Regions from separate parts of the Oryctolagus cuniculus genome. Here region 2 is linked to region 1. Evidence: chromatin contacts called from public Micro-C data. All regions are on one chromosome and are shown on one strand. The core of a region is the stretch at or near the end of the contact, and the rest is flanking DNA. Distances in the headings are between cores, read along the strand shown. Region 1 holds the start of ID2 (inhibitor of DNA binding 2). Region 2 has its middle 88 kb from the start of ID2.

What was found. A called contact is a pair of places that touch in the nucleus more often than the background predicts.
Region 2: a Micro-C map of ear pinna shows a contact between it and region 1, with 2.1 times the contacts expected there. The contact joins the enhancer-like site here to the promoter of ID2 in region 1. A contact is called at or near these places in 2 of 6 Hi-C or Micro-C datasets (ear pinna and an unstated tissue).

The regions. Positions count from the first base shown.
Region 1 is chr2:193,253,562-193,257,975 of mOryCun1.1, forward strand. ID2 (inhibitor of DNA binding 2) reads right to left here and starts at 1,450. Exons shown (of 3, transcript XM_051833360.2): 1 at 1,052-1,450; 2 at 907-958; 3 at 155-731. The coding sequence starts at 1,375. The coding sequence ends at 914.
Region 2 is chr2:193,340,634-193,345,116 of mOryCun1.1, forward strand. No RefSeq gene overlaps it. Among named protein-coding and RNA genes, the nearest start is that of ID2, 88 kb to the left of the region's middle. Within about 2 kb of position 3,063, at least 2 of the 8 cell types and tissues checked have an H3K27ac peak or open chromatin away from gene starts, as enhancers often do.

The DNA of each region.
Region 1 (4,414 bases), core at 200-2,699:
GACGCCGCCGGGCTCCGGCTCCCCGCCCGGGACCCCGGGTGCCGACGTCAGACGCGCGGTGCGCTCCCCGCACAGCCCCCGCGGACTCACACTCGCGCGTGTCCGGTTGGCTCAGGGCAGCGCTCAGGGCCCGAAATAACGCAGGCGGCACGGCTCGGCCAGCGCGCTCGGTTTATTTCGTATAAAACGGTGAAGTTGACAAGCAAACTTTTATAAAAAGTTCAGCCTGAACGAGTCCGTCGTCACGCGGTGTGCGTCTGCCGCTGTACAGGGAGGCTCGCCCCATATATATATATATGTATAGACGTATAATTTATATATAAATATGTACACGGCGCCCAGGGGCACTTCTGGCTTCGGCGACCGCCTGGGGGTTTTATTCACGCTCCACCTCTGCAGAAAGGCAAAGTCTGCTGCGACCCGGCGACCGCCTGCGACTTCCACGTGCTCGCGCCCACAGCGCGCGCGGGACCCAGGGAACCGCCATCCACCCGCACGCGAGGCGCCCGCGTCTCCCAGGAACCAGAGTCGCAGCGCAGGCCGAGGACACGCGCGGACGACGGCGTTCCTCCGTCTCCGTCCATTTTAAAAATTTTTAAAAAAATTTTTTTTCCCCTTTTGCAAAAGGTCCATTCGACGTGTCCGCTTCGCCTTCCAAGGTCCTGTGCGTTTGTTGGTGTTTTGTTGTTGTGCAAAGAGAAAAAATAAAAAAAATACCAAGCCAGGGGCACCTGCAGAAGGAGAGAGAGGCACAGCTGAGGCGCGGCGGGCAGGTGCGCGAGCGGAAACACGCGGGGCTCCTCGCGGCCCCGCACGGGCAGCCCCCGGCCACCTTCCCCGCAAGTGCGCCCGCGGGCCGGCGCGGACACGCACGCCCCGCGGGGCGCTCCCGCACCGCACACTCACCGTCCGCTCAGCCACAGAGCGCCTTGCTGTCGCTCGGCAGGAACTCGGACGCCTGGGGAGGAAGACGAAGCAGGCCCCGCGTCAGCCCGGGGAGACCGCACGCACGCACGCCCCCCGCCCGCGCCCGCGGCGCCGGCCGGCTCACCTGCAGGGACAGGATGCTGATGTCCGTGTTGAGCGTGGTCAGCGGCGGCCGCGGGTGGTGCAGGCCGACCACGGCGGGCTGCGAGTCCAGCGCGAGCTGCAGGTCCAGGATGTAGTCGATGACGTGCTGCAAGATTTCCATTTTGCTGACCTTCCTGTCCTGCGGGATGCTGGGCACCAGCTCCTTGAGCTTGGAGTAGCAGTCGTTCATGTTGTAGAGCAGGCTCATGGGGTCGTCGGCCGGGGTCTTGCTGCGGGAGACGCCCAGGCCGTGCTCCGACACGCCGCTCTTCCGGACGGACCGCACCGGGCTGAAGGCTTTCATGCTGACCGAGGGGGAGGGAGAGGCCGGGCCGCCGCCTGCTCCGCGCGCAGCGCTCGGCAGAGTGGAGCCCGGGCCCCGCGCGCCGGCTTTTATACGCGCTCGCCGGCGCCGCACGCGCGGGCCTCCTCCCGTCCCCATTGGCGGAGGGCGGCGCGTCCATCAGGCCGAGCGGGCACCGCCATTGGCGGGCGCGGGCGCGGGGCGAGCGCTCGGTCCTTCCGCGTTGGCAGCCAATCCCCGCGGGGTGGGCGGGCCGGGCGCAGCTGCGGGGGTAAATAGAGTACAGTGCGCGCGGGCCGGGCGCGGGGCGCGGGGCAGCCCCCGCGCGCACCCGCACTGCTGGTGCCCAGCTCGGGCGGGTCGAGCCCCGCCGCCGTCCGGAGCCACAGCGACGCCGGCGAGTGGAACCCCACAGCGGGCGTTTCGGGGGAGAGTGGAGACGCGTGCAAGACGGGCTGCGTGTTCCCGGACAGGGCAGAGCTGCGGGACCAGAGGCCGAGGCCCGCCTCACGCACTCCGGCTGGGGGCGCTCGCCGGGGACTGGGCCCGCCCGCGCTGCGGGGTGCCCCGGCGGGAGCGGGCCGGCTGCGGGAGCCGCAGGGGTCTGCACATGGCGCGTCCCGCAGCGGACGGCTCTCGGACAGCCGGTGCCCGCCGTGGGCGAGGTTGGCGGTCTTGGCACGGGTACTGGACGCAACTTCATTTATTTGACTAGTTAAAAGAACTCCACGCTCGTAGTCTGATTAAAGTTCTCAGCCAGCCACGCACAGGGCTCCGCACCGGTCCCGCATCCGGAGGGAGCAAGGGGGCCGAGCCCAGCCTGGATGCAAAGCCCACGCGGGCGGCCACGGCGAGGGCCAGGCGGCCCCTGACCTCCACGGCCCCCAGGCCTGCTCGGCGCCCGCGGTGCGTGCCCGGAAGGGGCAGCGGGGCGGCCTCCACGCCGGGACCCCGCACCCGCACGCGGGGCCCTGCGGGCTCTGGCCGCCCCCTGGCTCCAGCCCTGGGAGGCGCCGCGCGTCTGTGCCGCGCAGGGACTGACTGTGTCCGGGCACTTCGGGCCCACGATGCAGTGCTCTGTGTACCACCACAGCCGCGTGAACACGCACCTTTGGGGCTGGCTCCGGCGCACGGACTCCGTGCGTGGAGGGCCCCGCCAGTCCCGAGCGCTCGTGCCCCTGCGCGGTAAGGCGGCTGCTTGCGGGGACCGCGGTCCGGGCCGCCTGGAGACCCTGCGGGACCCGGTTCTCCGGCCAGGCACCCGGCTCTGCTCGTTTGAGGGGCAGTGCGGCGTTGCATGAGCTAAAGACCGAGTCACTAACCGGTCTGTCTCACAAGCCCAGCGCGGGAGCGTCTCCGCGGCGGGCGGGGAGGCGGTCACCCACCTCGCCGCCGGCGACTCGGCGGAGCTGGACTCGCGGGCGGGGGGAGGTGTGCGGGGCTTCCCGCGGGGACGCCCCCAGGTAAAGGCACAGCCCCGCTCTGGAAGCGTCCCGCCTGGCGCCGGCGCGTCGCGGTCGGCGGCAGCAGCAGCACTCGGGCCCCGGCCTCCCCGCAGTCCCGGCGTGGTGCCGCTGGGGCCGGCGGGGCGGGGGCCGAAGCCCCGGGCCCGCCCCGCACATCGGGCACGCCTGGGCGCACTCCCTTTCTGCCTCCCGGCTTGTTCTCGCCGCTGCGTCCCCGCCGCCCGTGACCCCCCGTGTGATCCCTGCCAGGTGATGAATGGGCCGCGGAGGCGCGCGGGCCGGGCCGCGGCGGGGCCGGAGCCGCAGCCCCGGAGCAGACTCCCCGGCGCCAGGCGCGTGACGCCGCCCATTCACGCGCCCCGCAGCCGTGTCCTCGCGGCGCCGCTCCGGCGGCTGCCATGGCAACCGCGCCGTCACTCAGCGCGCGCGCCCAGCCGATCCGCGCCGGCGGGGCCCGGGCGTCCCCGGCTCGCCCCTGCCCGGCCGCGGCCCGCGCGCACCTGCAGCCGGCGCGCGCCGCAAGTTTGGGGATCCGGGGGCCGGAAGGAGGACCCTAGAGTAAAGACCGGGGTGGGGGAGGAGGGAAGAAGCTCCCTTTTGCGAAAGGAGGCGCAATGGGGCCGAGAGGTTGCCAAAGCAAAAGGTTTCGCTTTATTTTATTTGCTTGTGCAACCGAAGCGTTCAGGGCGGGGCTGGCGCTAGGGAATGGGGAGGCGGTCACTGTCCCGGCGCGCGGCCACCCGGGATCTGGCTTTGACCCCGTGCTCTTGAAAGTGCCTGGGAAGACCCCCGCCCAGCCACCCCCACCCCCACCGGCCCACTGCCGCCCTCCTTGGAACCCCTGGAGGCTGCGCGAAAACCAGAACAGCTCCTTCTAGAGGGGCCCGCGCGCCGAGGCGAGAGGCGGCGCAGCGCGCGGCGCCCGGCCGGCCGGGCTCCCGCCCCCGTCTGCGTTTTGGGCCGGGACCATCCAGAGGCCAGAGACTCCGCGGTCGGCCCGCAGAGGCGTCCTCTCTGGGGAAAGCTGCAGTTAACAACCAGATGCCCGCGTTCCCGGACGGTTTCTGGCACGCAGACCCCCTGAGGGTGCCCTCTGCGGTTTCCTTTCGGGCACAATTGTTTGTCCTCTGTCCCGCGCAGGAGTTGCGGGATCGGGAAGGTCCAGGAGGGCCCAGGCCCTGGGGAGGGGAGATGGGGGCGCGCACGGTGTTCCGGGCCCCTGTCCCCGCGCTGGGCAGTTTGTTGTGGTTTTCGAGGAAAGAGCATCTGGATTACATAAGGATCCGGGCTCCGGCGTGTTTATTTCATACCTTGGCAAGAGGGAGCCCTCGCCCTGAAACCAGATAACCGAATTTGGGTTTAAAACGGCCTCTGATGAGGAGCGACGCGAGGGAAAGGAAACAGGCGAAGCCACGAAAAGCAAACAAGGGGACTTTTATTTTTCTGCCTGCAGGCATCTCTGAAGCGCAGCCTGGCCGCCCGCACGTCTCGTGGCGCGCAGCAGGCCCCGCGCGCCTGCGCCCCGCCGGCTCCAGGGCGGGCCGAGTCCGGATCCCCTAGGAGGGACGTCCCC
Region 2 (4,483 bases), core at 1,813-4,312, 89 kb after region 1:
CCGAGAGGGGACCCCAATAGATCGCAGGTGCAGATGTCGCTTGGCAGGTTCACCCTCCCCGCGTGGTCTGGACAAGTCAGAGGGAAGACTTCATGTTTTGAGAGCGAGGCGAGCGAGCGAGGACGCTCACATTGCTTTTGTTGGAGTGCGTGGTTCTGTTTGATTCCTAGCTGCTGGGTTCGTCTCTGACTGTGCCTCATTTATAAGCTGATCCTTCCCGTGGGGCATCTGTGCAGGACAAGACGCCTGTGTCGGGGGCAGGCGCTGGGCGTGGGGCCGGTGAAGGGGGCGGCAGGACAGTGAGAGCTTGGCTGAGCGAACAGAGCCCAGAGCCCACAGGAGCTCCGGCTGCCCGGGGCGCGTCCCCTGCCCTCACGTGGTTGGACTTGGAGGATGGGGCCTGAGGCTCCTGCTGGGTGAGGCAGAGAACAGAGGAGAGCCGGCGGGGAGGGCTGGCCGGAGGTCCAGTGCAGTGCCGGTGCTGGCGTGTCGGTGACACCCCCTTGTCGGTGACACCCCCTTGTCGGTGACACCCGTAGGGGCACTGCTCTCCCAGCCAGTGGCCTGGCTCCTCCTTTCTGGCTGCGCAGGCCTGCGTGGGAGGCCGCCCACACAAGGGAGGAAGCTGAGGTCCCTCCCCCCAGACAGAGGCCTGCGGCAGCCCGGATCAGCCCGAACTCTGGGATGGGGCCGAAGGTTGCAGCCCACGGCGGCGGGCAGCCGGCCAGCGCACACACCCTGTGGCATGGCTAGGGCAGGCAGAGCGGCTCACTCCTCCAGCTGACCTGCACCTGCCAAGAGGCCCTCACCTGTGCACCAGACCTGGCCAGAGTCCTGTGCCTGAGGCTCCCGGCTCCTAGGGCAGGAGGCCTCCTGGGGGCCGGTCCGGCTGCGGTGAAAATGCACAAGGGCATTGGACGCCTGTCACGGTGGCTGGGGGAGCCGGACTGCACCCGGCAGAGAATCACCCTTCTACAAGGTCGGCAGTGGAGGAGTGGAGTCTCACCTGGCCGCACCAGGAAGCGAGCGGTGGCGCGCGGGGTGGCTGCAGAGATGGGCACAGGCTCTCAGAGAGGCCCACTCAGCAGCTGTCCCCACTGGAGGCCCAGGGAGGTTGTCCCAGACGGAGGCCCCAGCACTTCCTGTGGTCCCAGCGGGAGGGGGTGGCCCCAGGAGGCCTGCAGTGTCAGCCCCAGGGAGCCACCTGCCCGGCGCGTTTGGCGTGAGTGTGTGACCGGGCCACAGAGGCGTTGGAGAGATTGCCCGACAGAGAGCAGAGGGCAGGAGGAGGCTGGATGGGACCTCCCTGCTTCCCAGAGGTGGGGCTCATGGGGCTGGGGTCCTGGGATGAAGATGGAATGGGAGGGGGAGTGGACACCGGGAGGCTGGGGAGGACGGTGCCACCCGGTCACAGCCCCTGGGAGTGGGAGCTCTGTTTCTGTTGAATGGGACCTGGGGGCCCCGAGAGGGGCGTGGGGGCTGTGGAGTGGACCCCGGGCACAGCAGGAGCTGGACAGGAGGCGCAGGTGGGCAGAGGCACTGCAGGCTGCAGAGGGAGGGAGCGCCAGGCGTGGGAAGCAGTGGGACTGGGGGGGATGGGAAGGCTGGGTGGGGGCGGGGCCAGAAGACAAGAGGCCGAGGGTGTTGGGGGGGGAGAGAGCCGGGGCACTGGGGTGGGGGGGCATTGGTGATGCCAGAGAAGACTCTGGAAACCGTCACCCAGATCTCCTGTGACCCCCCTCTGACCTGGGAGCCCCAGATGGTTGGGGAGCTCACGGGATGCCACACAGCTGGGAGACAGTTGAGATACAAGCAGTCGTCCGCCTCCTGACCCCCCGTTCTTCTGTCCCGAATCCTGAGGCTCTGTGGTCCCATGGGCGGGGCCGCCTCCTGGTCACTGAAGCCCCCGCCCGCCTCTTCCCAGCTCCGGGTTCAGAGGTGAGGCTGGCATGGGGTTGGGTGCAGGCTGTGTTTCACGAGGACTCCGGGCCCCCAGGGGCTGGTGGACCCCAGGCTGGAGGCCGTTCTGCTCATCCGAAGCTCGCAGAAGCGGACACAAGGGAGAGCCCTCCTTGGACGGGCAAGCCCCCGGCCTGGGCTCCCCTGCAGCTCTCCCGCCTCTGTCCAGAGGCTGCCAGACCCCCGAACCCCTTCCGTGGTGATCGGGCCTCTGATCCGCCCAGCTCTCCAGGGGGCGCCGAGTGGCAGGAGGGCACCAGGGCCTTGCAGCCCGAGTGGGGCCAGCCATGCCGGCCCTCCCACCTGCCACAGCCTCCGGTTCCTGGTCTCCCCTGGCTTCCCGGTCTGCACAGCAGTGGCAGAGGTGCAGCATGGGAACAAGACACCCAGAGCTGCCACTCTACTTGCCAAAAGGCAGCATGGTTTAAGCCAGGGCTGAGGGGTTTTTGCAAAGGGGAGCACAGGCCAAGGCTCCCGCATGCCTCGGAGCAGCAGGCCAGGGCTCCCAGGCCTTTTGCCTGGCACCCAATGTTGCTGGATCCTGCCCTATAGAGGATCCGAGGCGCACAAAGAGGAAGCCGTCTGCCCCAAGACACACACACGTCTCCAGGGCGGCGCTGTGTCTTGCTGCCCTGTTGCCCTGGGCCCAGGCACAGGGAGCTGACTCGGGACCACTGGTGGTCCCCGTGGCTCCCCCACTCCTCGGACAGTGAAGGAGGATGTTCCCCGCGCTGGCCGTGAGGGCTGGGCATCAGGCCATCTCTGCTTCCTGCTGTGCCTGGGGCCTGGGACTTCCCTGTGGTCACGGGGAGGTCCAGGGCTTGGGGGGCTGTGGCCACCACCTGCCTAAGGCAGGCCAAGCCCCAGTGGGTGCCGAGGCTTCTCCCTGCACCTTCCCCACCTTCGGCCGGGGCACCCACTCCCACGTGAACGCTGGCTCGTACATTTCCCCATTCAGCTGAGGGTGAGTGTTGCGCTATTTTCAGCTCACATGGAAGTGTGTTTTTTTTTTTTTCATGAGGACCATCTGCTGCCGGCCCCAGCCCAGATGATACAGTTAGAGCCTGCCCACAGCATCCTCCCCGCTTCAGACAGTTCCAGGAACAGGCGTGAGTCAGGCGCAGCTGAACCCCGCCTGGCTCCCCGAGACGCAGGGGCAGCGCACGCGCCTGGGGCAGGTGCGTTGTGCCTCTCGGAGGCAGGAAGGGACCTCACCCTGCCCCATCGGCGCCCATGCCCCTCCTCTCCACGGGGCCCCTCCTCCCGGGAGGGCAGCCGCCCGGTCACAAGCTCAAGTGCTGATGCTGCAGCTACTGTCACCCAGCTTGTCACGGAGAAGCTGGTGGCTCACAGGCCCGGTCACCCCCTCCTGGCTGACTGCTGGGGCTGCTTTTCGAGGCAAGGAGGGTGGGTCCCTTATGAAGCTGCTTGGGGCGGTGCCCTGGGCAGGGCCCATCCCAGACCGACACTGACTGCCTGGCAGGGGAGCAAGGCCCAGGTAGTGGGAACCCACTACACGCCCTTCCCTCCTCTTCCCTTCTCAGCACCTATGGCCGAGGACAGAGGGCACATGACCCAGTGGATGGGAGGAGGGGAGGCCACAGCCTGGCTCTGAATCTGGGCTGTGGCCCAGGGTCATGCGTACCTAATGCCCAGGCCAGTTAGGGACGGTCAGACCCAGCTGCCAGGACACCTGCAGGGGTGCCTGGGGCGGTGGCCGGGGAGGAGCCTGTGCACCGCTTGTTATTTTCTGAGTCTGCCCTTAGAGTCGGCGGAGAACAGGGGAGGCTTGGCGGCTCGGCTTTTGCTGTCCCCACAGGCCGTGGGGGGCCGGGGCCCCTCCCTGCTGAGAGCCGCTCACTGCAGGAGTGGGGGGACCCCGCGGGACGGCCGGCTACCCCTGCTCACTGCCGTGTCACCGCAGCCTGGGCCTGGCACTGCACCGGGGTCCTCGGTCTGACCTCCGCCTTCCCTCCAGGCCGTGGCTGTGCTGTGGGGCCCCGCCCCTTGCTCCCACTGCTGCCGGCCTGAGGCCACGATCAGGCGGTGCTTGGGTGGCCCCGGCCTGGGAGTGCGACTTCCTGCCCGTGTGTCGCGGAGCCGCCTCGCTGGTGCCCACGGTTGATCTGTGGTCAGCGTTCTTCCCCATTTCCTGCCAGCTGGGGCTGGGGCTCCGCTCACCAAAGGCCGAGGCTGTGCCCCAGTGACTCACGGGCTCTGCCTGGAGCGAGGCACTGGGGACGCTGGGGCCTGGGGCAGCATGGGCGAGGCGGGGCCGCCCCTCGGGCCCCGTGAGCCACCTGCGAAGTCCACTAAGGGGCACGCCCACTGTGAAGTGAGAGCTGCCGCTGTGTGCATGCCGGTGTGCACATGTGTGTGCCCGTGTGCATGCACTTCTGTGCATGTGTGTCTGTAAACATGTGTGTGCCCGTGTGTATGCACTTCTGTGCATGTGTGTCTGTGCATGTGTGGGCATGTGCCTGTGTGCTCATGCATGTCCATGTGCGTGCATGCATTCCCATGT